Regions from separate parts of the Oryctolagus cuniculus genome. Here region 2 is linked to region 1. A link is a contact called in public Hi-C data. All regions are on one chromosome and are shown on one strand. Each heading gives the region's core, a stretch centred on a gene start, on an enhancer-like site or on the middle of the called end of the contact. The rest is flanking DNA. Distances are from core to core; before and after follow the strand shown. Region 1 overlaps COQ8A (coenzyme Q8A). Region 2 has its middle 11 kb from the start of COQ8A.

The links. Hi-C and Micro-C count contacts between places; a contact is called where the count stands out from the background.
Region 2: a contact with region 1 is called in a Hi-C map of liver, with 8 times the contacts expected there. The contact joins two enhancer-like sites. A contact is called at or near these places in 5 of 6 Hi-C or Micro-C datasets (ear pinna, liver, psoas muscle and 2 more).

Annotation. Positions count from the first base shown.
Region 1 is chr13:67,503,516-67,506,819 of mOryCun1.1, forward strand. COQ8A (coenzyme Q8A) reads right to left here. Exons shown (of 15, transcript XM_008268141.4): 3 at 3,195-3,304; 4 at 2,879-2,945. Among named protein-coding and RNA genes, the nearest start is that of COQ8A, 27 kb to the right of the region's middle. Within about 2 kb of position 1,501, at least 3 of the 8 cell types and tissues checked have an H3K27ac peak or open chromatin away from gene starts, as enhancers often do.
Region 2 is chr13:67,540,817-67,544,058 of mOryCun1.1, forward strand. No RefSeq gene overlaps it. Among named protein-coding and RNA genes, the nearest start is that of COQ8A, 11 kb to the left of the region's middle. Within about 2 kb of position 1,910, at least 5 of the 8 cell types and tissues checked have an H3K27ac peak or open chromatin away from gene starts, as enhancers often do.

The DNA.
Region 1 (3,304 bases), core at 251-2,750:
CACTGTGGCATAGTGGGTAAAGCCTCTGAGGAGCTGGTATCCTATATGGACGCTGGTTCAAGTCCCAGCTGCTCTACTTCCAATACAGCTCCCTGCTAATGTGCCCAGAAAAAGCAGAAGATGACCCAAGTCCTTGGGCCCTGCACTCATGTGGGAGACCCAGAAGAAGCTCCCAGCCCCTGGCTTCAGACTGGTGCAACTCCAGCCATTGCAGCCATTTGGAGAATGAATTAGTGGATAGAAGATACTCTCTCTCTCTCTAAATCTGCCTTTTAAATAAATAAACAAATCTTAAAAAATACATAAAATAGTTAAAAGTAGAGCAAAAGAAAAAGATACCACGCACACATTAACCAAAACAAAGCTAAATTACAGATAAATTATCAGACAAGGCAGACTCTGAAGAGATAAAAAAGGGGCATAACCAATATTTTAATAAGAAATAGAAATGCTGGGGCCAGTGCTGTGGCACAATGTATTCACCTGCTGTCTGCAATGCCTGCATCTCCTGTGGGCACTGGTTTGTGTCCTGGATGTTTTCTTTCAATCTAGCACCCTGCTAATGTGCCTGGGAAAGCAGCAGCAGACGGCCTAAGTGCTTGGGCCCCTGCCACCCATGTGGGGGACACAGAGGAAGCTCCTGGTTTCTGGCTTCAGGCTGGCCCAGCACTGGCCATTGCAACCATTTGGGGAGTGAACCAGTGGGTAGAAGACCTCTCTGTGTCTCCCTCTCTCTAACTCTTTCAAATAAATAAATAAATGTTCAAAAAAAAAGAAAAGAAATATTAGCTAATAGCTGCTGTGCAAAGCAGGGTACATGCCGCATATTCTGGGGGCTAAGGACCACTAGAGCCCACCAGGGTGTGATTTTCTTTTTTTTTTTTTTTTTTAGATTTATTTATTTGAGAGAGAGAGAGAGAAATCTTCCATCTGCTGGTTCACTCCCTATATGGCCACAATGGCTAGAGCAGGTTGGTCCAAAGCCAGAAGCCAGGAACTTCTTCTGGGTCTCCTTCATGGGTGCAGGGTTCCAAGTAATTGGGCCATCCTCCACTGCTTTCCCAGGTGCATTAGCAGGGAGCTGGATTGGAAGTCGGAATAGCCGAGACTGGAACCAGCGCCCATGTGGGATGCTGGCACCGCAGGTGGAGGCTTACCCTACTACGCCTCAGCACTGGCCCCTGGGGCAGTGTCTTTCAAACTCATTCTGGTATTGCAGCCCAGGAGGTTACGACATTCCATAAGGAACTGCTCGAAATGCTAACTCATGAAAAGGAAATAAAGCATTACTTTTGTGCTACAACTGAGATGACCCTTTATACGAAACTGTCCAACAGCTAAGAAGCAGCAGATGCCAAGTTCTAAGGTAACAATTATACTTGTGTGAGAAGAACTTACAGTTGAGAAAGTTCTATCCAATTAGCCTAGTCTGCTCTGTGTGCTGGGAAGACAGCCACCCTGCATGCAGTGTTGGAATCTGCGCACTAGTCTGGCTCCCACACTACAAGGCTGCTGGGGAACACTGTGTATGAGCATCTGCCCACAGCCAGTCTGGAGTTTCCAAAAGAGAAGAGGTGAGGCAGCAGATGAGAAGAGAATAAGGGCCGGGCAGGATAGGAGAGCAGAGATTTACCAATCAGCCAAGCTACACAAAAGGCTGACTCGTGACACCATGAACCGTGGAGATTTCATGCCTTGGAGGTGACCTCTTGCCCGCGATCAGTATATGCATCAAACTGCCGCAACTGTTGCTCTTGGTGGTTATAATACCTGGAGATGCTACTGTGGGCAGCTGGCCTTTAAAGAAATACACCTGCAGTCAGTCCCTCTTAGGGATGCTGCCACAAAGGTGACGGAAATTTCAACAGGAACATCTTGGTCAGTAAATGAACAGAAGAGGGTCTGGCACTGTGGCCTACTGGGTTAAGCCACCACCTGCAGCACCAGCATCCCATACTGGCACCGGGTTGAGTTCCGGCTGCTCCACTTCCAATCCAGCTCCCTGCTATGCTCCTGGGAAAGCAGTAGAAGATGGCCCAAGGCTTTGGGCCCCTGCCACCCATGTGGGAGACCTGATGAATCTCCTGGCTCCTGGCTTCGGACTAGCCCAGCTCCGGCTGTTGTAGCCATTTGGGGAGTGAACCAGCAGAAGAAAGATTTCTGTCTCTCTCTCTCTCATTAACTCTTTCAAATAAATAAATAAATCTTTAAATTAAAAAAAGCAGTAGATACAACACAAAGTCATAAAAGCAATTATAGATGCTATAAACCTTCCCTATAAAATTATACTATAACTTATATAAAACGAGAGCCAGTGTAATAGACAAAATGGTTCCGCAAAGAAAATCATAAATAAAGCTCATGACACCACCACATACTGAAACAACTTTAAACCACATCAGCTCAGGGCCACAGCATCCCATTGGTTGGTTTTCATTCCCCTGCCAGCCTGTGGGATCCAGCAAATGCACTCTCCAAATATCTGGTCCCAGGGGCAAAAAGAAAAAAAAAAACACCATGTAGGAGTCCCAGTGAGGAACCTGTACCCTCTACCTGGCCTCCTTCCTGGGCAGCTTCCAAAGAGGCTGACTGGTGGACAGGCTGAGGTAAGGAGCTGATGCCACAGCTGACAGTAAGGCAGCCATTGCGTGCCAACCCTCGGGGTCAGCCAAGGCCAAGCAGGAATCCAGGAACTGAATCATCAGCCGTGGAAGATGTCCAGTCCCCCCTCAGAAAATGCCAAGAGTTGGCCAGTGCCCGCTCTGGGATCTCACTGCATCCCCACTCACTTCTATTGCCCCATAGGCCCCAGCTCCTCTTGGCCGGGACTGGCGCGGCAGAGCAGGCGAGACGGCACAGGGGCATGTAGCCACCTTACCTCCAAAGTTGGCCAGCCGCCCGAGTCGTGTAACCGGCACCTTCCGCTCCCGAGCCCGCTCACTGAGCTGGAGAAGAGAGAGGACCTTGTAGAACCAGCAAGTGGAGCAGGACCTGCCTTCAGACGCCCATGCTGTGCCCACATCCTCTCCCGGCTCCAAAGGATTTGCTCCTGGCAGCAAATTCCACCACGAATTCTCCTGTTCCTGAGCACCCCAGTCCCCAGCACCCTGGGCAAGTCCCCAGTAGGGGTCGATGCCTGCGCTACTGCCAAGTGGGCACTGCCCTGCCCTGCCGCGGGGCCCTCCCAGACGCACCATCTGCTTGTGTGGCTTGTTCTCGGGGCGAGCCTTGGCCTGCCGGGCCTTCTCAATGTCCTCAGCTGTGAGGCCCCCCACAGGGGACTGGTCCTGGTGGAAGAACCTTC
Region 2 (3,242 bases), core at 660-3,159, 38 kb after region 1:
GAGAGAGAGAGAGAGAGAAAGGTCTTCCTTCCATTGGTTCACCCCCAAATGGCCGTTATGGCCAGTGCGCTGCGGCGATCTGAAGCCAGGAGCCAGGTGTTTCCTCCTGGTCTCCCACGCGGGTGCAGGGCCCAAGCACTTGGGCCATCCTCCACTGCCTTCCCAGGCCACAGCAGAGAGCTGGACTAGAAGAGGAGCAACCAGGACAGAACCGGCACCCCAACCGGGACTAGAACCCAGAGTGCTGGTGCCACAGGCGGAGGATTAGCCTAATGAGCCACGGCGCTGGCCTCAACCATTTCTTTCTTTCTTTCCTTTTTTTTTTGTTTTGTTTTGTTTTGTTTTGTTTTTATTTTTTGACAGGCAGAGTGGACAGTGAGAGAGAGAGACAGAGAGAAAGGGCTTCCTTTGCCGTTGGTTCACCCTCCAATGGCCGCCACGTTGCGGCCGGCGCACCGCGCTGATCCGATGGCAGGAGCCAGGTGTTTCTCCTGGTCTCCCATGGGGTGCAGGGCAGAAGTACTTGGGCCATCCTCCACTGCACTCCCTGGCCACAGCAGAGAGCTGGCCTGGAAGAGGGGCAACCGGGACAGAATCCAGTGCCCCGACCAGGACTAGAACCCAGTGTGCTGGTGCTGCAAGACGGAGGATTAGCCTAGTGAGCTGCGGTGCTGGCCTAACCACTTCTTTTTAACATTCGATTTGGAAGTGGAACAGCTTAATTTTCTGTATAGGAAGTTAATTAGTCACAGTTTTCCAACCTGGAGAAATAATCCTGAGGCACATTTGCAAGATTCTAATTTTCCATGTTCCACATACCTACCTGTGTCCAACACTGGATTTCTTTTTGAGTCCTGGGTCATTTGGGGTATTAACGAAACACACGGCTAAGAACAAAAACAAGTTCAGCTGGTGTGGCGGCCCAAATCACCAGCACAGGCAGCGCTCTCCCCAAGCAGGGAGATGTCTGAGCAACTGAGTGACAGCAGGGATACCTGCTCTCCCTGGCTACCTGTGTGCCCAATCCAGAGACTCTCAGACAGCTCTGGCATTGCAGGAAAGCAATTGTTTAAAATATCTGTATTCACTGAATGTGAGAAAGTAATAATGCATTAGCAGGAAACTGGACAGGAAGCAGAGCAGCTGGGACATGAACTGGTGCTCAGATGGGATGCCTGGTCCCAGGTGACAGCTTTACCTGCTATGCCACAATGCCAGCCCCCTGGTACTGCTTTAAATATACAAATTTCCCATTATCTTTCACAAACCACTACTCGATAAATGCTAAATTGGGTGATTTATGCTTGGGTTCCATCTTCCCCTAAAACTGTGTCTTAATTTTAGAAATCTTTGAGAATGTTAAGTAACTGATTTCAACTTTTCTCTGGGTAATACAATTAATTAATTATTTTAAAATCTCTTTTAAAAGTTTTGCAAGAAAAGTCTTCCCCACTGCCCAGCCACAGTGTTCCACACACCCACACCCTCCCATATGGAAAAGCACCCTGCTATCAAGACTCCCGTCTCCTTTCAAAGGTTTTTTTATTTGTACACAAGCAAATAAACCTACGCTGATATTTCATACAAAAGGTCACCCTTTGCGCTCTGTTATACCTTTGATATTTAACAGTGGGGCTCAAAGCTGTTTCCAGATAAGCACACCGGTAGCGTCTTAGCCTGTTTTTCAGTGTTGTATTATGTGAACGAACCTTAATTTAGGTACCCGTCTCATCACTGTTTCTATTCTTCCGCAGTGCTACAGTGAATAATCCCTGTCTATTTTCAAAGTGTGATGATCTTGGCCCGAGGCCCAGCTGGTAGGCTGAGCACGGTGTCCATCAAAGCCCAAATGTTCCTGTGGTGTTCAGAACCTGAGACTCATGACTCACAGGCTCCAAGGTTAGTCACTGCCACCCCGCAGCACTCAGCGGGGAAAACGCGACACCCATCACGTCTGGAGCCACAGAAGCACCCCATAGCAGGCCACAATCCAAGAAATCACCAGACTGAGTAAAAACCCCATCCAACCCTGCCAAGACACAGACTGAAAGAAATTCCCAACCCTATGGAAATAAGGCAAGACTAATTACTGTAATTAGCCGCCTGCACAATTAGAAGTGACTCAGCATATTACACAAGAGGCCCGCCTGGCCCCTTAGCAAGGCCTCTGCCACTTTCTCTCCCTCCTCAGCCCATGCCCTGCCTTCTCAGTTGAGTATGGTTTTTCTGATTCAGGCTCATTTCTTTTCAACACAATGTCACATGTGGACAGTAGGGACAGCAGCCAAACTGCCATAATCACCAACTTGTAGTATAAACTGAGATCTAATCCATCTACAGTAGAAGGCACTGATCTGAAGTCTATAGCTCAGACATTTTTATAAAAGAAAATATCATGGAACCAACACCGCAATCAAAATATGGGACAATTTTCTTCCTCCAGAAGTCCCTTTATGTCCCTGTTTCCCATCCTCCTCACCCTTCCCCCAACCATACAAACCCCACACTCCCGCCCCAGGAGGCTGATTCTGATTTCAGTGAGGGAAAATAACTGATTATCTGCTGCGAAGTAGGAAGCAGCAACTGAACTACAAAGAGCCTTCTCAGGTCCTAAAGTTCTCTAGTGTGTGTGTGGTGGGGGGAATCTACCTCACTTGCTGAATCTATATTTTACTTTCTTCTCCCTTGGATGATCACTGGATACTTTAAAAAAAAAAAAAAAACTTACATGCATTTGCAGTAATTTCCAGATTTGGTCCCAAAGTTTGTAAACTAGAGAAGCAGCAAAAAAACTAGGGTTGAAAACCATGAGCTGAGCCTAACTCTGGGTCCGTCTCTCAGTCCACTTCTTTATGAGCTAAGATGGGACTTCAAAAAAGGACATGAAAAAGTGGAATTAAAAGAGAATTTTGGGAGCCGCCTGCAGTACCAGCATCCCATATGGGTGTTGGTTGGAGTTCTGGCTGCTCCACTTCTGATCCAGCTCTCTGCTATGGCCTGGAAAAGCAGTGGAAGATGGCCCAAGTGCTTGGGCCCCTGCACACACATGGGAGACCTGGAAGAGGCTCCTGGCCCCTGGCTTTGGATCAACCCAGCTCTGGCTGTTGCAGCCATCTGGGGAGTGAACCAGAGGATGGAAGACCTCTCTCTCTCTCTGCCTCAGCCTCTAACTTTGCCTTTCAAATAAATCTTTAAAAAAGAGCGAGAGAAACAGAATTTTAGTGCAAAAAAATTTTGAAATA